6 separate regions of the Mus musculus genome follow, and regions 1, 2, 4, 5 and 6 are each linked to region 3. Evidence: chromatin contacts called from public HiChIP or PLAC-seq and promoter capture Hi-C data. All regions are on one chromosome and are shown on one strand. Each heading gives the region's core, a stretch centred on a gene start, on an enhancer-like site or on the middle of the called end of the contact. The rest is flanking DNA. Distances are from core to core; before and after follow the strand shown. Region 1 holds the start of Dolpp1 (dolichyl pyrophosphate phosphatase 1). Region 2 holds the start of Set (SET nuclear oncogene). Region 3 holds the start of Rpl12 (ribosomal protein L12). Region 4 holds the start of Traf1 (TNF receptor-associated factor 1). Region 5 holds the start of Tbc1d13 (TBC1 domain family, member 13). Region 6 holds the start of Cntrl (centriolin).

Region 1 (2,978 bases), core at 416-2,915, 2.6 Mb before region 3:
GATTCCTTCATTATTTACTTACCCTCAGAGCTTTCTGTACCCTCAGCACCAGCTATTCCCTCAGAGACTCAGTGGCTCAGCCCCACCCACCTCCCCCACAAGAAGTCCAGCTTTTCTTCCTGCTGGAGACTCGCCCCAATAACTCCCACACATTTTCAGTTCTTCATCTTGTCACTTCCTTAGGGATGCTCTCTCTGTGTTTCTGGGACTCTGAAGAAGGGCAAGGCAGCCTGACCTTCCATGGGTGCCCTCTCTCTCAGAGAACTATTCTAGGAAGCTCATGACCACGTCTCACACCTCTTTCTTTCAAAGGCTAATAATGACTTTGCCTGAGAGAGAGAGCTAAGGGCAGGTGACTAGGAGGTGGGCCCAGCTGGATAAGTTCAGGCTGGGTAGGGAGACGGAAGACAAGCTGAACACCACTGGGGGATTCTGAGTCCCCAGCCTACTTAGAGTAACCTACAATTCTGGCTTCCACGGGCTGCCAGACTAAGCCACTGTAGCTAGTGACCTCAGAACATAGAATATGGAGGGCCAAGGCTCCAACCTAGACCTACTGGGTACCCCCAGGTCTAAGGCAGACCCGGAACCTGCTTTTATTTTTATTTTTTTACTGTACATGCTCTGGGCCTTAGTCAGAGGTCAGAGAACCGTTGCATACTGGCAGAGGCAGACAAGGAAATAATTACAGTCAAGTGTAGCCAGAGATGAGGTAGGCAAAGGAGGTGCAATTGTGGGAGACCACTGGAACTCCCCCACCCCCTTTCTGAGGTAGCCCAGACTGGCTTCCAACTCACAGAGATCCCCCTGCTTCTGTGGAGGCCCTTCTCTTAATTTTCAGAACCTGAAGCTATGAACTGACAAGTCAGCCTGGGCCAGGCAAATGGGGCAGGAGTGTGTGTGCCCATTCCTTGCAGAGAAATTTGAGGAATTGGAATCTGGCCTAGACAGTAAGTAGGTCTGTCTGGAGAGAGTTGGTTCAGAAAGGGGACGTGGGTGGGAGGTGTGGCTGTTTCTTCAAGAATGTTTCTTCAAGAATGGGGAAACAGAGAAGGGTAGATGGAACATCTGGATTATACTGAAAATGGTCCCAAGTGGCCTCACTACGCTACGGCGTAATTGAAACGTATAGCATCCCATCTAAGATATCTACAATATGTGCTACATCCCAGAAGTGAGGACCAATAATTTTTTTTTAACAGAAAAGTTCCTTTGCGGAACTGCACCTCTTGTCTGTCAGTAAAGGGCAATAAAAAACTGCACTAGGTCTTTGACTTCAGTTTACATTTATGGACAGGAAGCCAGAACCTGGAGGACGAGGCAGAATGATGCTGGGGCAAGCCTAGCCTTCATAGTGAGGAACACATTTTTGTTTTCCAAATGGGTCGGTTGAGACCCGGTGGTGCTGAGGCTGCTCCTCCACTGCGCTCTGGGTTCTCAGGAGCTTTAACTCTGGGCGCAGGTGCCAGCCTAACCAAAGCTCCCACCAAAGTACAACACGCCCCCCGAGATAGCGCCTGATTGGCTCGCCCTTCCCACACGCCGAGCTAAGCTTACCTTTTGATTGGCTGTTCTGCGCTCTGTCCTGCGCTGCGAGTGCTCCATTCTCTTGATTGGTTAGTCAACTACCTGAACTCGCACGGGATTGGACACTGGCAAAGCTGCGCGAGTCCCCGCTCTCTGATTCGCCGCACGGGCCAGCCTCACGACCTGCACACTGAATGGCTGCGCCACTACCTGCAATCGGCCTCGGATTGGGTGCGTGGCGTCTCCCCGGCGTGATAGGTCAGGACCACCGCCCCCCTTGCTCCCCATTGGCTGCTCTGCGAAGCCCGGTCTCCGGGTAAGATGGCAGCGGACGGACAGTGCTCGCTCCCCGCTTCATGGCGGCCAGTGACCCTCACCCACGTCGAATACCCTGCAGGTAAGAGCCTGCCCCGGCTCCGAGGACGTTCTCCTCGAGCTGCCGCCACAGCCCCGGGCGTTCCGGGCCGCGCGGACCGCCTTCGGGGCGCCTTGGAACCGCGGTGGGAACTGTCAAACAGCGAGCCTTGGAGGGGCTCGGCCGGCGCGCGCGCCGCGCAGGCGCAGTGAGGCGGCGATGAGCAGGGAGAAATTGCGAGCGGCTCGCTCGTGTGCTCTGCGGCTGCGCGGCCGAGTCGCTCTCCGGGGTCCCGGGGTGCTGGTGGGCTGTCCTGGGCCGGGGGAGGGTCTGGATAGGGCGGGCGAGGATCTGGGCCTGGACTTTGTCCCTTGTGCCCCGCCCTCCCCCGAGCCAGAGAGGCCGCACTCCTGCTCGGCTGTGCAGGGAGTGACAGTTTCCTTCACTACGCTGCGGGCTGCTCACTGGAGAAAGCTCCCAGTTGCAGGGAGTGTGCAAACCCAGGCCAGGTTTGGGAGAATTTGCGGCGCCACGCCCTGAGCAGCGCGGCAGAGGCCAGCCGCCAAGGGGGCATGCAGCCCCTGGGAGCCTGACTTGTAAGAGCTTCCATCTGACACGCCTCTGGGAGTGCCCGCCTCTCTGGTGGGAAGGTCCATTAGCCATGGTTCTGAAGTTCCGGCTCGGCTCCATAGAGTGGAGCGGAGCGGAGCTTAGGCCTTGGGGTGAGACGTTTCCGGGCTCCAGGGTAGGCACCACCCCTCCAGTCACTTCATCTTAAGTGGCTCCAAGTACAGTGTCTCCTTTCTGTAATGGTGTGTGACTCAAATGACCACAGGCCTAAGAGGTGCTGGGCACAGAGCCTGGCCCACAGTGGACACCCAGTAAATACCTGTAGTTTATCTCTCTAGCTTGCCAGCACCCTCCCTGGATAAATGTTTGTTGCTGAGCAGCCGGGGCCCCCTTGCTGGCCTCTGGTTGTCCAGGAAGGGCCTGTCCTCTTGGGTAGAGGGCCTGAGAACTTGGGTCTGCTGAGAACACAGGGCCACAGGCCAGGAGAACTTTGCCTCTGGGTGTTCTGGGTTATACTTAAGGTGTG
Region 2 (3,345 bases), core at 550-3,049, 2.9 Mb before region 3:
CTTGTTTTGGAAGAGTTTGAGGCAGGGGTCGTGGCTGAGTGATAGGGAACTTGCCTCTTAGGATCCAAGCCCTGTTTTTTAACCCTAAGATTATCTGTAAAAGTTACTTTGTATCTTATGAGGGTTACAGGAAAATACAGCCAAATGCAGCAGGAGCCTAGGGTAGTGATTTGGTATGGGAGTGCTAAGGGCTAATGCTCTAGCCCTTTTACTTTTAGACACTTAGACACTGTAGCCCAGGCTAGCCTCTGCCTCAGCCTAAGTCCTTGTTTTGTTTGTGGAATTTCTTTGCTACTGTGTGCCAGGACCTCACAGGGCTATCAGGAATCATTCCTGGTGAAGGCATCACCTGAGTTTTAGCAAATGTTAGTCACAGTTTATAGCTCTCCTTTTTGTCAGACCGTTCCCTCTTTAAGAAGCCTGTCCACAGTTGCCTGTGTTGGAGGTCTCTAGGCTTGGGAGCTGTGTGGGTTAGAGGTCCTTAGAGGTTGTCGCCAGATTTAAGCTTACCAATTGCAACAGATGAGTGCAATTAATTCACCGACTTGAGCATAAGGTGCACCACCAGGAAGGCCTAGCTGAATTTCCTGGAGTTGAGATGGAAACTTGGAGGAGCACATTTGTATTCTCTCACCATGGACTGTATATATATATATATATATATATATATATATATATATATATATATATATATATATATATGATGTATTTTACATTTATTGTCTACCCACCATGAATGACTTGACTTAAAGCCACATTGCTTTATGTATAAGAGCTGATAATAAAACGGGAATACTGAGAGTATGGATAGTTCAAGCTCTAGTGGTAGAGGAACCAGGTAGAGAGCTTTCTGGATTTCCAGGACCACGTGTTGGGATCCAGGTAGACAGAGAACTATCTTTTCAAGTCCTGAAAAACAGTGTTTAACCATTAAATCCCTCCGACATAGTGCTTAAGGACTTTTTAATAATCTAAAGCTGTTTTTGTTTGTTTGTTTGTTTGTTTTACTGTTTTAGCCTTTGACTTTTAAACATTTCCCCATTTGTCATCACCAAAAATGTGCTTCCCTCACCACTGAGATCAGGACACCTGTACGAAGTTGAGCAGAAGGACCTGTGGCAGAAAGGTCCTTCCTACAGTCAGAGAACTTTCCTGTGGTTCTTTTGAGTGTGAATATGTAACAGATTTTTAAAAATTCAGAACCGAGGGCAGAGGCTTGAATTGGCCCATGCATAAACCCGGTCCCGCGTGTAAACTGGATAGAGGAACTGCTTGCGTGTGGCTCTGCACAGCAGCCTAGAGTTTGAGTCCCCAGCTTCTCCATCTAGAAAAAAATGAAGGTGCCCGGGTGCAGAACTCAGGCGCCTGATTGTAGCCAGGGTACTCCTAAGGCCTGTACTTTTGAGGGGCTGCGCGCGCCCCCTCTCCAGAGCCCCCAGCCGCCCCGCTAAGGGAAGCCACTGAGCCACCACGTGATGGAGTATTGGGGAACGGAGGCCCCGCCTCTCAAGTCACCGCGCGGCGCGCAAATGTCCCGGGTCGGCTGGAGAAGGGGAGAGCGGGGGAGGGGAGCACCGCGCGGGGGCAGGACCATGCGTCGCTGAGCCGCTTCCTCCCGCCTCTCGTCCAGGCCCCAGTGTCCCCACCGCCGCCGCCGCCACCCGCCACGGCCCCGCCCCCTGCCCCGCGGCCGCGGCCAATCGCTGTACGGCGCGAGCCTCTCCGGCCGGGGGCGGGACTTGCGCAGGCCCGGCGCGCCTGCGCTCTGCGGCCTGCCCCTCGCCGGGAAGAGGAGGAGGTGGTGGTGGAGGAGGTGGAGGAGGAGGAGGAGGCGGCTCAGGGCAATCCAGAAGCGAGCCGGAGCGCGGGGCGCGAGTCGAGGAGCCCAGCCGAGCCGCCGCCGCCTCCCCGCCTTCAGCGAGAGCCCCGGCCGGGGGCTCGCCACAACGCGCCCGGGCCTGCCTCCGCGTCAGGCCCCGCGGGCAGTGCCAGGCAGCCAGGGGGAGGGCAGGCAAGTGAGCGCCGGGAGGAGGCGGCCGGAGCGAGCGGGCGCCGCGCGTGTGGCGTGAGGGGAAGCCGCTGGCCGCCCCCTTGGCCGTCCCTTCGCTCCCCCTCCCCGCTCCCCGCCCCGATCGCGGAGGGCACCATGTCTGCGCCGACGGCCAAAGCCAGTAAAAAGGAGCTCAACTCCAATCACGACGGGGCCGACGAGACCTCAGGTGAGGACCGGGCGCGGCGGGGGCCCGGCCGCGCCGCCATCTTTCGGCCCGGACCGCGGGGCTGCGGGGGGCGCGCGGGGGCCGGAGAGCCGGCGCCTTTTTTGTGTGCGGCCCGGGACCGGGGGGCCGGGGTGGCGCCGTGGCGGTGAGCGGTGCGGCCGAGGCGGGGGCGCTGCGGCCTGCGCGGCGGGCGGAGACCCCCCCTTCCCCCCGCCCGCGCTCTCCTCCCCCTCCCTCCCTCCCGAGAAGCCTCTCTTTATTGTGCTCCGCCATGATGCCTCGCTCCCATCAGCCGCCACCGCCGCCACATGGTGCGGCCGGACGCAGCCTTGCGGCCGGGCCTCTAGTGCCGCCCTGCTTCCCGCCCTGAGCCGGCGCTACCGCGGAACCGGGAACCGGGGTTTGGGGCGGGGTAGGGGCGCGGAGCCGGCGGGAGGATGCTCCAGGCTGCGCGGGTTGCGCACCCCACGTGGGGCAGCCACACTCGGGCGCGCCGGGGGTGCGAGGAATCTGGCCCCGAGGCCGTATGATGCAGGGGCTTCAGGGGCCTTTAGGACGCCTAGCCCTCGCCTGGAGGGTCGTTTCGAGCCCAGGACAGCTGCAGAGCCCGGGCTGGTTACCGGAAATGAGACGCGCGATCGGGCCCCTTCACGCCCACTTGGCTTTGTAAAAGCCTTCACAACCCTCGGACAAAAGGGCACGAAATAGGAGCACACCCCCTCTCCTTTTTATGGCTCCAAGTTTTTGAGTAGGGTTTTCCCACGAAGTGTCCTGAAATACTGCACGGCCGTATATGATGACCAATCTCATCAAGAATGGGTTGAAGGAGTAAGGTCAGGTTTACATTCTAAGTCTGAGAAGACGACTCCGGGAAGTTTGGTGACTAACTGGTCTTTGTCGGTGTATATTGATAATCATAACAAATTGAGAGCACTTTAAATTTTTTTAAAGCAGTTATAACAGTTGATAGTATCCTAATTTGTTTTATGGCCATGGACTAGTTTCCACACTAAGTGGCAGCTGGCACTGGCACCCTTTCTCTTACAATTGTATAATATTAGTAATAAACATGAAAAATTCTTGAATGAGGTGAAGCCTCTCATTCACCTTTAATAATGAAGGCCAA
Region 3 (3,155 bases), core at 355-2,854:
AATCTTCAGGCACCTTAGCAGGCTTCCAGCTACTGCTCATTTGGTTCTCCTTACAGCCCCGTGGAGAATCCGATGCTGAGTAAGGTCATTCATCTGGTGATATGACCTGGGTTGTAGAAACACCAGGCTGGGACACTTGCCTTTCAAGTCCTGATCCTGTGCCGCTTGCACGGCTCCTTGGACCTCCCAGTTTAGCCAAGTTAATCATTGTGTCCTGAATTCAGTAGCTGGCTGCCCATAGCTGGCTGCAACTTCCAGTGCTGTCTAAGGGCCAGCAATAGGAAGGACATAATCATTTGGAGGAAGTGTGTAACTCACGGCATGGGCTCTGACACCTAAGACATTAGCTGTGTCACTTTGTGTCACTGGTCGGAGCCGGTTTCCTCATTTGTAATATGGAGCAATGTTGCCAATGCTGGCCTCTGTGGGGTCAGTGACTTCATGTATGTCAGGTCTATGCCATAGACTCTGCCACAGGGTACCACACACATGACAAATGCACTCAGGTACTATTACAGTTGCTAAGGAGAAGAGGGCTGGAGGAGCCTTGCAGTAGAGGACACATGTGGTCCTGAGGGATTTCAGGTCTCCATTTGTGGGCGTGGGCTGTCAGAGGAGGTTGCTGGGCCTGCAGGGCCTGCTCAGGACTCTCCGCACTCAATTGCAGCACTCCTGAGAGACAGCTCCCTCCATCCCTATCTGATGGCCACGACTTAAATCCCTTACAGATGGCTCACTAATGACTAGCCTCCCTCGCCCCCATCCTCCAGATCTACATTTCCAAATACCTTCTTCAATGACTATCTCTGCCAATTCCCCCTCCCTCACCGTTCTCAGCAGGGCTCGTTCAGTTCTGGTTTGAACTTTCCTGATGGTCCAGCTTGGCTGGGAAGAACCACACCCATCCTTCCCTGGCAGGGCTGGCCAGCGGCTAACCTGGCTCTGTGGATGGGGAGGTCCTCCACCGATGTTCCGATTCTTGGGTGGACCTCAAGGTAGGCCAGTCACTCCGAAGACTTGGCCACAGATACAAACCATTGGCCCCCAAAAGCTGAGCTGGTGTCCGGTCTCCTTCAAACATAGAAGTGAGCACCGAAACTTTAAATTTCAGAAAGACACGCAACTCAGGATGACAAAGTCTCGAGATTCTAGAAACCAAGGAATTGCAGAATTAAAGACTCGTGATTAGACTCGAATAGTTTGTTTCTGTAACTAACATGCACATACCGCAAACAGGTTAGGAGGGTACTAGGGTGGCACTGGTACTAGGGTCGCTCAAGTCAGGTGCAGATCCCTTAGGGGAGGGGCGGGGCCCTGGGCTGGGTCCCAGGGGCTCCAGAGTCACCGTCAAGAGAAGGGAACGTGGACCAGGAACCAGGACCTCTGGTGCAGCCCTACTCTGTTGCCCAGGCAAGGTGCTCCGAACATTTACCCCTTCCGAATCCCGAGCTCACCCACAGACCAAGCTCTGCAGTCCTCTGCCGCAGACGCCTGCCCATAAGAAACAGGGCGACCAGGGTGTCGCCCAGAGACTGGGTGGGGCCAGCGGTTCTCGCGAGAGCTGAGCTTTTCCGCCTATATCCGGCGTGGGCGGAGCAGGATCCGTCTTTTCGGCTTTCGGCTCGGAGGAGGCAACGGTGCAACTTTCTTCGGTCGTCCCGAATCCGGGTTCATCCGACACCAGCCGCCTCCACCATGCCGCCCAAGTTCGACCCCAACGAGGTCAAAGTCGGTGCGTGCCCTCGCCGCGCCCGGGTGCTGTCCCGGGGCCTGGCGGGTCTCCCTTGGGCCTTGGCTGCCACGTGTGTAAGAGGGGAGGGAGCCCGACGCTCTGGCGGCCCGTGCGCCTTAGGGTAAGGCCTGGCCCGGGACATCTGAAGCCCGACGGCAGCGCGCAGGGCGGCCTGCGCCGCAGAGGTTCTGATTTTGCTTTTTCTTCAGTGTACCTGAGGTGCACCGGAGGCGAGGTCGGCGCCACATCCGCCTTGGCCCCGAAGATCGGTCCTCTGGGTCTGGTAAGTCGTCGCTCCCGAGCCGTAGACCTCTAACGTGCATGCTGTTTGGCCTGTAGATGTGTTCTGTCCCCGTGGAGGGCAGAAGAGGCCACCATGTCCCTGGTGCAGGCCGGGATGTGGGTGCTGGGACTTGGGACGCAAAGGAAAACTGAGATAACACGTGCACGGAGGCTCGTGCCACAGCCCGGTTGAGGCAGCCATTGGACTTGCTTAAATCCACTAGCCTCCGTGGGTAACGCACGGGAACCTAGTGTTTAAAGCTCCGAGGGTTCCCCATTGCAGCAGAAAGTGTTTTGCTTTGTTAGCCCTTACTGCAGAGTTGTCTTAGTGAAGAAGGATGTGGAGCCATTGTGGGCAGGCTCCTGTGGGACGGTGAGGAGGGCTGGCGGTGAGCTTGAAGGTCCTGGCTTCAACTTTGGGCACATGGTAACGAATGCTATTATTTCTACAGTCTCCGAAGAAAGTTGGCGATGACATTGCCAAGGCTACCGGTGACTGGAAGGGTCTCAGAATTACAGTGAAACTGACCATCCAGAACAGACAGGCCCAGGTATTTACATTGCTTGCTGTGGGGGGTTGAGGGAAGGGTTGAGATAGCAGCCCTCAGGAATCATGGGTCTTGGCAAAGATTTCCCTGTCCCGGTGAATCGGATTTTATCCTTGTGGGAGGGCTATACGACAGGGTTCACTGTAAGTCAGTAGTAGGTGCCAGGGTGCAGGAGTCCGCCATGCTAGGGATTCAACTCTGGAGGTGAGGCCAGCAGGAAGCACCTTAGCTAGCCGAGCTGTTTTTTCGGGGCCCTTTAGCGTGTCTGGTGGTGGTTGGTTTTCTGGGCTGTGTTCACATCAAGTCTCTTTGCAGATCGAGGTGGTGCCTTCTGCCTCAGCCCTGATCATCAAAGCCCTCAAGGAGCCACCGAGAGACAGGAAGAAGCAGAAGAACAGTGAGTCGGCCCCACTCCCTGGGTTTCCGCTGCAGTGTGCTACTCAGCTGTGTCGACCCCTTTCTTGGGACCTAGGGGTGGAATGAGATCACAGTAGGCGTCTGTTGTCTGTTCCCTTTCCTGGGTGCAGAAATGAAACAGTGCCTCAGGGGTTTAACTTTATCTGTTTCCATCCCTAAAATCGTGTTAGGGCTGC
Region 4 (3,223 bases), core at 206-2,705, 2.0 Mb after region 3:
TCTCATCTCCTTGCCTGCTCTCAGAAAGGCATTCCCTTAACTCCGTCCTCAGCCTGACCAGCAACCCCCTGCACCCCACATGTCCTTTCCTTTTCCGACTGGGACACAAGGGAAGCACCCAACCTTCTGGATCCTTTTCTCTTGTCCTAGACGGGCGCCCCCCCCCCCCCACTCCAGCTCATCTCCCAGCTCCTGCTACCAGCATTAGAATACTCCCACACGGCTGTGGGCTAAGACAACAGGCACTGCTGCTCTGGTGCTACCTGTAAAGTGGTTTGTTTTTCTCAGTACTGGGATCAGACCCAAGGCTGCGTACAAGTGCTTGCTAACCAAGCCACAGTTCCAGCCTCGTTTTAAGTACTTTAACAAACATTTTGTCAATATTTCCCTCCAGTCTTTGGAGACCCTCCCCTACTCTATAGCCCAGGGGTCCAAGGCACAGATAAATTGAGTGACTTGCTCAAGACCTTAAAGCTAGAGAGGCAGGAAGGACTGAGACCAGACCTGTGCTTTAAAATGAGCTTGGCAATTATCCCAAATTCTTCTCCCATATCCACTCTCTCTTCTCACACTGCAATACAAAGTTTAAAGAAGATTGTCAGCACAGCTGCTGAAACTCCAGGGAATCTACTCAGCCCTGTCATAAGCCCACACACTGTCAAATGCTCCGGGCCTGCCCTAATTTCAGTCCCATCAGAAGCAGGCCAGTGGACTTCTAGCCTTCCTTTCTATGACAGCACTTTCCTTCACACCCTTCAGAGTTATTTTTTACACTGCGGTGGCTTTTTACAGGTCTCTTTCACCGCCTTCTCACCTCCATCTTCCTTAGTCTCATCTCCATGGCTCCCAGAATGGACAATCTATCTGCTGAACAGAGGCGTCTCATCCTCCTTCTAGTCTTTGGGGACCCACCTGGGCCACACCCCACACTTTGGAACATCTCGGTGACAGTGTCCAGATTGGGATCCCATGGCCTACATGCTGCCTTTAGCCTGGACATGCTGTCTAGTCGCCTACCTATGAATTCCTGCCTACCTGCCCCCTTTCCTTCAGCAGGTGATGTCCCCTGCCACATCAGAACGAGCTCAGAGCTGAGGGCAGAACCGAAGTGACAGCTTAAGGACCAGAGCACCGCTCAGGAAGGGAGAGAGGCTGAGTATGGTCGCACTTGGGGACCCTGGGGACCCGCGGGGGACGGGCAACCAACCTGTGCGCCGCCTTCTGCTCGCACCGGGCGGTAGCGTCCTTGGGGCAGAGAACCGGGCTGGGCTGGCGGAAGCCAAGGGAAGCTGGGCTGGGCAGGCGGGTGGGACTGAGCTGGGCTGGCTTCGGAGGCTGGCCGGGGGGCGGGCTGATCGCTCCTCCCTCAAGGAAACAGAACTGGAGTGCTTCTGTTGGGGTCCTGGTGCTAGCTGACTCCTAGCATTCCATCAGTGGCTGCACTCCTGAGATACTCAGCACACACACAAACAACATTGAGCTCCAGCCTGAAGTGCCGCAAGGCAAGAGTGGAAAAACAGCAAGCTTTACCACAGTGGATTCTTGTTAAGAGCCCAGCACCCGGTAAACTCTGCCAATCTCTGTGAACAATGCAGATGGCAGTGTGATAGTGCAGTGCTCTTGGCATTGGGCGCTAAAGAAACTGGGTGAAGCAGGGAAGTGGTTGTGCTTTTTAAGCTAAACACACGCAGCATTTGATACACACACACACACACACACACACACACACACACTCACTCACTCTTACTCCAAAGAGTTAGGGAACTTAGTGTCAGGATATAAGTTTAGTTTAAAAGATTAAAAAACCAACCAACCAACTGGTGTAATTTTTGCAAACCAGCAATCTCACAAGGGTGCCGTCTGTCCGCAGATGTCCGCTGGCTCCTGGTCAGATGGTCAGTGTTTCTTTATCTGGTTAATTTGGCTTGGGCTCCTTACTTGATTTCTAACTGATTGATTTGTTTGTTTTGAGACAAGGTCTTCCCGTGTAGCCCTGAAGACTCCAAACTGTAAGCCATGCTCCTGCCTCAGCTTCCCAAGCACAGGACCTACTTGGTTGGGCTTTTGTTTGGATGAGGGAGGTGTGTATGTCTCCCTCCCATAGCAGGTCTGCTGTTGGCTTCAGGTTTCTAGCAGGCAGGTGATACTGCATCTGGGTGGCTGGTGGAATAAAGACTTCTGGGGCTTGACTTGGAAAGGGGATGTCTGCCTGAAGGCAAGTGTTGTGTCTCAGGAACACGAAATACAACCTCTGTGATTTGTGCAAGCATGGTCAGAGGTGACCTCTAAGGATCTTCCATTCATCTGCTTTTATTTTATTTTATTTTATTTTATTTTATTTTATTTTTTGAGACAGGGTCTTGCTATGTAGTCTAGGCTGGCTTAGAATTGGTAAGCCTCCTGCCTCAGTTTCTCAAGTGCTAGGATCACAGGCATATGCCACTCAGCCCGCTGTGGGCCTTTGAATTCTAACAGTAACGGAGTCTACGAGCTCCCTGTGTCTCTGACATTAAAAGTCACTGGTTCTTTCTTAGTTTTTGGTTGTGACCCTAGCTTTAATGGCTGATCTACCTCTTGCACATAAAAGTCGCCGATTCTCAAGTGCAATTGGTGAAGTGACATTTCTCAAGTGTGGACGTTGTAAGATCCCCTCTCTGGTCTCACCTTTCTGGGACCACCCCTCTTTCCTCTCTGCCCTAGGGTAAAGAAAAAAGAGCAGGCAGTCTGACCTCACACTTCACGCGCCACATCCTGTTTTCAGATGAGTGAGTTCATATGCTGGAAATTTACCAAGGGAAATAGTTTAATTTCGGAAAGTACCCAAAACTCATCTGTAGTCACCCGGCTTAAATTTGGGGGCTCTTGAAACAGAGTGGGCATCACCGGAGGATCACTAAGTGCCCAGGGATCAGCCAGGCAGTGGAAATCAAAAGCCGAGCATGGATGAAGCTTTGGATTCAGAAAGAAAATAAACCATTTGGAGACCATTCGCCTCTACCCAGGTCACTTGTTTTACTTTTCTAAAGATAAGTTTCATAAGAGGAATCGTCTCCCTGGCAAAGGCCTCATATCTGGTAGGCTGTGACTGGGGCTGTGTGGGAGGATCAGGAAAGCAGACAAGGGCGACGGGGCATAGCTTAGCTGATGAAGAACTTGCTTGGTACTTTTGAGGACCTGGCTTCTCTCCCCAGCACCACATGAAACTGGGCGTGGAGTCAAACAC
Region 5 (2,939 bases), core at 309-2,808, 2.8 Mb before region 3:
ACTCACTTTGTAGACCAGGCTGGCCTTGAACTCAGAAATCTGCCTGCCTCTGCCTCCCGAGTTCTGGGATTAAAGGCCTGTGCCACCACGTTGGGCTTTTTTTTTTTTTAAGATTTAATTAGTTATTTTATGTATATGAGTACACTGTAGCTGTCTTCAGATAGACCAGAAGAAGGCATCAGATCTCATTACAGATGGTTGTGAGACACCATGTGGTTGCTGGGAATTGAACTCAGTACCTTTGGAAGAGCAGTAGTGCTCGTAACCACTGAACCATCTCTCCAGCCCCCAGCTCTCTTTTTTAAATTAAAAAAAACATTGTGTGTGTGTGGGAGGGGTACTGAAGAAATAGTTCAGAAGTTAAGAGCTCTAGTTACTCTTTCTGAGGGTCTAGTTCATTTCCCAGCTCACAACTATCTACAACTCCAGTTCCACAGGAATCCAACACTCTTCTGACCTCCAGGCAGGTAAGTGGTGCACAGACATACATGCAGGCAAAGCACCCATACACATAATTTACAGAAGAAATTGTGTGCCTGTGTGTGCAAATATGTGTAGCAATAACGTGTGTATAGGGGCCCTGACCTAAAGGCCATTTGCTTTCCTTGATGGCTCTCCCCTTTATTCACTGAAGGTAGTCCAGCGAGTCTGTTTGCCGTCTAAACCTTGCACATTCCCGCCCCTCTTGGCAGCTCTTTCATGAATTCTGTGGATCCAAACGCCAGAGCTCACGCTCACGTGAGTGCTTTATTCCCTGGAGCATCAACAGCGAATTCACTTCTAGCAGAGTGAACTTCTTGAACCTTCAACTTCTGATCTTCCTGCTTCCACCTCTCAAATGCTGGCATTACTGGCATGTTTCCCCAAATCCAGCTACAAGGAGTGCTGAACCTGAAACCTGGTTTCGTGCATGCTAGCCAATGATTTTCATAGTTGCTCTTTTAAGTTCACACTCACAACTGAGTTTACCAACTGAGTTACACCCTTAGCTCCTGTTTTTCATTTTCTATTGCTTTAAAATTGTGCAATTACAGAAATTCTACTTGGGGATGGGAGTGCGGGGGAGGGGAGGAGTTTCAAGACAGAGTTTCTCTGTGTGGCTCTTCCTGTCCTGGAACTCTGTAGGTCAGTTCAAAGATCCTCCTGCTTCTAGCTGGGATTAAAGGCGTGAGCTACCACCGCCAGGCTTGCCAGAATTCTAGTTTATGAACTTCCAAAGTCAAGGAAACCTTGAGCTGTACTCCTCCGGCTCCTCCGAGAGGTATTTACTGAGCAACAGGGTCATTTCCATAAGGAAGGACTCGACATTGAATGAGACCACACCGGAGACTAAGTCTAGTTCAAACAACTAGTTCAATCAACCAAACAACTGTACCGCAGTTAATGACAGGGAGTGAGAGAGATAGACAAGTGTATTCAGTAATCAGAAACTGAGGGCGGGAGACTCATAGCCAGCGGGATCACTGACAGTCACGCCGTCCTGACGCTCAACTGACGGTTTGCCTAGCCTTAAAGAAGTCCCCGTCACGTGACCCTTGGGCGGACCCAGCGCGGCCCCGCCCCCGCGGAACGCGCACGCTCCAAGTTCTGCTTCCTGCCGGAGGCTTTTGCCCAGCGCCCCGTGTCCCCGGAGGGAGGGGGGCGGTGGCGGTGGCGGCAGCTGGGGCTGCAGAAGCAGCTCGGGAGTCCGGAAGTCAACACCATGTCGAGTCTGCACAAGAGCCGGTAAGGAGACCTGAGGTCAAGACTGCACCCAGACCGCTCCGTCCAGGCCGGGCCTTCGCACAGAGAGAGCTGCTCAGCGCATGTGCGGCCAAGAACAGCCCCCTCCCCCGGCGGCGAGCCCCCTTACGGTCTCATTGCCTGTGTGGCAGAGGCGAGAAGCAGAGATGCTTCTCTTACCTCAGTGTCACCTTTCTTTCTCTCTCACTCGGGACCCCTTTCCCTAGTGTCTCCCTTGTCCAGCCCCCTATTACCCTCCCCGCTTCCTCGCTCTAGGATTCGCACCTTCCCCCGCCCCCAAATGCCCCTGTCCCTGTGCTCCATGCTCATGAGAAACACCAGGGGATCCAGGTTCTCCAATCTGGCCTCTTAAATCCACCTCCTACCCCCACCCCAGGCACATCTTGCAACGCCCGCTAAATTCTGGTCACTCCAGGACTAATTTTTAGTCTTTTGTCTTTGCCTGAGGGCAGGCCCGAGAAGTCTGTGCCCCCTCCCCTTTACCCAGCCAAGAGCTTCGGGAGCCATGGGGAGATTGTACAAGTCTGTTGTCTGTGGATCCAATTACTCCTGGTTGCAGGAAGCTTGGTTGTGTGAATTCGGGTAGTGGTGTGCTGTGGGCTGGGCTTGGCCGCAGCAAGTGCCCAGGAAATGCCAGCTCGCTAACAGTGGACAGTGCTTAATGTTAAGTTCTCACTTCAAACCCTTTGGATTAGAATACCTCTCATGGCTTTTCGTTGACATGGCAGATCTTAGAGGAAGAAACTTGTATTGTCCACTTCCCTAAGCTGGTAGTTGGAGACCGTTGGGAGTGAAAGATCTTTGGGCTGGCTGCAAGAGTGGTCATTAAGCCTGTTACCTTGGCGTTTCCTTTTCTGCCCTTGAAGGATTGCAGATTTCCAGGATGTCCTGAAGGAGCCCTCCATTGTGTTGGAAAAGCTTCGAGAACTCAGTTTTAGTGGTAAGATGCACTTTTACTCAGGGTTTCCCTGGAAACCTGCCTGCCGGCAGAAAGCTGGCCCTTAGCTGGGGGGGGGGGGTGATCCCCCAAATCCCTTGAAGTGGCCTGAAGACTGCACCGGTGGTAACCCTTTGTGCCTAGGGAAGGCCTCTCAGCATTTCTCAGCTCGTTTCTTGAGTTAAGGAAGTTGCAGGGTGGTTCCCGGGTTCTCTACTTGGCTGTGGATCAGAGCTGAGAGTGACCTTTGGTTAGTGTT
Region 6 (3,079 bases), core at 336-2,835, 2.1 Mb after region 3:
ATGACTACTGACTGGACTGATGAATTGACTCTGGCACAGTGTAATCTGACGATGGAACTCATCTGAATGCCATTACAGATTAGGGAAAACAATCATGAGTTTGTGCAATTAATCCAAGTCTCTGGCTGAAAGACAAGTACCAAAGACCAGAATCTCACCAATGTACACTGAACTAATACCTAACATCTGAACTTTGTCTGAAAATAGGTCCAAAGTCCTTTCAAGGTTAAATAGATCTTTGCATAGAGTTTGCTTTCCAACAGCCAAAAATTGTGCTGCAAAGTTGCGGAGAAAGAGAGGACCATGCCCACCAGATCCAATAGTGCCTCCTGCTGGAAATGATCAGAACTTCCCATTAGGTCAAACGACCTCAGCTTCTACAAACAGGCTTCATGCTGCTTAAAAGGTTCCCCTTCATATTTAGCGTCACCACACCAGACGTTTGCATAATTCATACTGAACTGCATTTGTGCATTACTTATGTTTTCTTCAAACCGCCCTGAATTACTTAATGTCCAGCTCATTGCCAACTTTCCCAATCCTTCCTGGGGTTTGTACAAGCTGTTCTCTTTGCCAAGCAAACACCTGCCCTTGGTTAAACTCTTCTTTCAGAGTTAAGATGAAAGTTGACTTCTAAGAAGTCTTGCTTAATGATAAAAATTAGACTTATCAGCTACTGTTCTAAGTTCTTTCAAATCATTAAGGTTAACTGCTGGAAATGGGGACGATTATATGTTACATGAGAGTAGAAATTGAGGCAGAAAGGAAATTTGTAAAAGTGTTAGAAAAATGAGCCAGGAAGTTTGTGGTAAAGAAAGGAAACGTTAATGCCTGACTGGAGAACAAGGTAGTTAAGAAAGATGATGGAGAGGGTGCAGAGATGGCTCAGTGCTTAAGAGCATATAACTGCTCTTCCAGAGGCCCCAGGTTCGATTCCTCTACCCAAATGGCAGCTCACAAAGGTCTGTACCTGCAGTTATGTGGGATCTGATGCCCTCTTCTGGCCTCCGCAAGCACATGGTGCAGACAATTAGGAAATACAGTAGAAGGCTGCTCTTTGGGGCATGATCTGCTCAAGTCTCTGTAAATGCTTGCTTTAGTTCTTTTGTACTAACATAAGGGGCACTCTTGGACTGTGAATCCTAGGATCATATAGCTCAAGTGAATGGTCACTGGAGCCCAAGCAGTCTTGAGGTGCAGCCACGTCCGGCTCGATCAGTTTCCAAGTATGACAATTTGCCTCCAAAATAGTCGCGTAAAGGATAGTGTGCATCGAGACACGGGAGAGCTCAAGGCCTGCCTTCCATCATCCCAAGATCGAATGCTGTGAACATCTCCATACTGGTTCCTCCGGTTGTTGCCTTAGGGAGAGGAACGTAAGCCTTCCCCCATTGCTTCAGTGGAAAAAATCTCTCCTCACAGACTCGGCGCCCAGAGGGCTGACCACAGCCCGCCAGGTTCATACCCGGAAGCTTCGCACCCCCAAATTGAGCGCGCGCAGAGGCGGCAAGGGTGGCGGGAAGCGCCTCCGCCCCGTCCCGTCCACTAGTCCGTGTCGGGGGCGTGGCGATAACAAGCCCCGCCCACACCAAGCTGGCCCTCTCGGCAACCGGCACAACACAACAAAATGGCTGCTGTGCTGTCGGTCTCCTGAGGGGAAGTATCCCGGCGTCTCCGCCTCGCCCCTCCCGCTAGGCCGTTCCTTCCCGTGCTGAGGCGGTGAGTGTACTTCGGCGTCCGGACCGAGCCTGGGTGGCGGGCGGCAAAGGCCGGAAAGCCCTGGTCCAGCGTGAGGTGTGCCGGCTCCGGACGCATTCGGGGCGGGGGAGTGTGCTTGGAAAGGGGATTGGACGGGAAGGAGGAGGGCCGGGGCCGGCGTGGGCAGGGGAGGGAGGGCAGGGGAGGAGAGGCGTGCACAGCCTAGGTCGGGGCGCTGCTGAGTCGCAAAGTTGGGGTGCGGCGCTTAGAAGGATGAGGTTCCCGCAGAGAGGGAAGAGTGCCGGGGTGTGTCACCGTCTGCGGGATAACTGCGATGGAGATGGGCTGGCGGTCCTGAGGGCTCTGCTGTTTAACCTCAGTTCTGTGACTCTGAGCTTGTTCCTTTTTTCCTTTTTGAAGCATGTGTGGATGATGGGGGTGGGGGGACGGACACGGGACACATATCGTGATGCGCATATGGAGGGCAAAGGACAACTTTGTGGAGTCGGGTTTTCTCCACTTTTCCGTGGGCTACAGATACAGAACTTAGAACGTCAAATTAGCACAGAAAATGCCCTTACCCACCGAGCCATCTCACTGGGGCTCTGGGCATGTCCCTTAACCACTTCCTAGATGTCTTAGTTAAGGTTTCCATTGCTGTGGTAAGACATTGTGACAGAAAGCAACTCCGGGAGGAAAGGGTTTATTTGGCTCCCATGTCTCTGGTTGCAGTGCATTCTATATCACTAGACAATTCAATTATTTTGTATCCTACATCATAGTCTTCTCTTAAAAAATCTGAAATTATAAACCATCTAGAATTATTCTTATCAAATCCTCATTAAATTATTATGAGGTCCTATGTTACTTCCCCTGATTAGTAAATTATTACTTCTAAGTAATGATTCCTATAGAATTAGGGAAGTATTCAGTGGGTTCCAGAAACCTGGATCACTGAAAGATTAAGTGATGGTTCCACACCCCTGCTTCCCTCCCTGAGTTGCCATAGCTCCTGTGAAGTCTGCATGTAGAAACACACACTATCTCATAGGCTGACCCTCTCAGTGAATCAGGGTTCTGAGAATGGACAGCACTTATGGACAGAAATAGAATCTGCAAGGACAGCTTCGTTGGTTGCAGATGAGCATTTGTCTTATTTGAAGATGGTCTGATACCACACTCAGCTAGTTTTTTCAAAAGTATATTGTTAAACTGGGCTTTCAGTTTCGTTTTGTACATGAAGGTAGTATTTGGCTATAGGGAAACTCAAGGCCAAAGGAAAGCAGCCTCAGGCCAAATTCAACTTATATAAAGATTTGTATGCAACATTCTATTACAATATCCTTTTCTGATACCAACTTGTCATTGGATTGAAAACTAC

The links. Promoter capture Hi-C pulls out the DNA fragments that hold promoters and counts their contacts. HiChIP or PLAC-seq counts read pairs in DNA pulled down with a chosen protein or histone mark. Capture Hi-C pulls out chosen DNA fragments and counts their contacts.
Region 1: a contact with region 3 is called in a promoter capture Hi-C map of pre-B cells, with 2.3 times the contacts expected there. The contact joins the promoter of Dolpp1 here to the promoter of Rpl12 in region 3.
Region 2: a promoter capture Hi-C map of liver shows a contact between it and region 3, with 2.0 times the contacts expected there. The contact joins the promoter of Set here to the promoter of Rpl12 in region 3. A contact is called at or near these places in 1 of 39 promoter capture datasets (pre-B cells), 1 of 115 datasets of contacts at active chromatin or transcription factors (embryonic stem cells) and 1 of 9 other capture datasets (liver).
Region 4: an H3K27ac HiChIP or PLAC-seq map of bone marrow-derived dendritic cells shows a contact between it and region 3, with 8 times the contacts expected there. The contact joins the promoter of Traf1 here to the promoter of Rpl12 in region 3. A contact is called at or near these places in 1 of 39 promoter capture datasets (pre-B cells), 1 of 115 datasets of contacts at active chromatin or transcription factors (bone marrow-derived dendritic cells) and 2 of 9 other capture datasets (adipose tissue and liver).
Region 5: a contact with region 3 is called in a promoter capture Hi-C map of liver, with 2.2 times the contacts expected there. The contact joins the promoter of Tbc1d13 here to the promoter of Rpl12 in region 3. A contact is called at or near these places in 2 of 39 promoter capture datasets (liver and neutrophils) and 1 of 9 other capture datasets (liver).
Region 6: a promoter capture Hi-C map of pre-B cells shows a contact between it and region 3, with 4 times the contacts expected there. The contact joins the promoter of Cntrl here to the promoter of Rpl12 in region 3. A contact is called at or near these places in 1 of 39 promoter capture datasets (pre-B cells) and 1 of 9 other capture datasets (liver).

What each region holds. Positions count from the first base shown.
Region 1 is chr2:30,390,589-30,393,566 of GRCm38.p6, forward strand. Dolpp1 (dolichyl pyrophosphate phosphatase 1) reads left to right here and starts at 1,666. Exons shown (of 8, transcript NM_020329.4): 1 at 1,666-1,924. The coding sequence starts at 1,849.
Region 2 is chr2:30,064,675-30,068,019 of GRCm38.p6, forward strand. It overlaps Set (SET nuclear oncogene), which reads left to right and starts at 1,800. Exons shown (of 8, transcript NM_001204875.1): 1 at 1,800-2,219. The coding sequence starts at 2,147.
Region 3 is chr2:32,960,108-32,963,262 of GRCm38.p6, forward strand. Rpl12 (ribosomal protein L12) reads left to right here and starts at 1,605. Exons shown (of 7, transcript NM_009076.3): 1 at 1,605-1,732; 2 at 1,942-2,015; 3 at 2,467-2,565; 4 at 2,878-2,959. The coding sequence starts at 1,696. It overlaps Lrsam1 (leucine rich repeat and sterile alpha motif containing 1), which reads right to left and starts at 1,534. Exons shown (of 26, transcript NM_199302.3): 1 at 1,455-1,534; 2 at 937-1,148.
Region 4 is chr2:34,960,317-34,963,539 of GRCm38.p6, forward strand. Traf1 (TNF receptor-associated factor 1) reads right to left here and starts at 1,456. Exons shown (of 10, transcript NM_001326601.1): 1 at 1,208-1,456. It overlaps Gm52552 (a long non-coding RNA gene), which reads left to right. Exons shown (of 3, transcript XR_003954034.1): 2 at 1,054-1,156. Gm46733 (a long non-coding RNA gene) reads left to right here and starts at 2,387. Exons shown (of 2, transcript XR_001783275.1): 1 at 2,387-2,765; 2 at 2,872-2,989.
Region 5 is chr2:30,132,188-30,135,126 of GRCm38.p6, forward strand. Tbc1d13 (TBC1 domain family, member 13) reads left to right here and starts at 1,559. Exons shown (of 12, transcript NM_146252.3): 1 at 1,559-1,725; 2 at 2,610-2,683. The coding sequence starts at 1,703.
Region 6 is chr2:35,107,911-35,110,989 of GRCm38.p6, forward strand. It overlaps Cntrl (centriolin), which reads left to right and starts at 1,586. Exons shown (of 44, transcript NM_001379274.1): 1 at 1,586-1,719.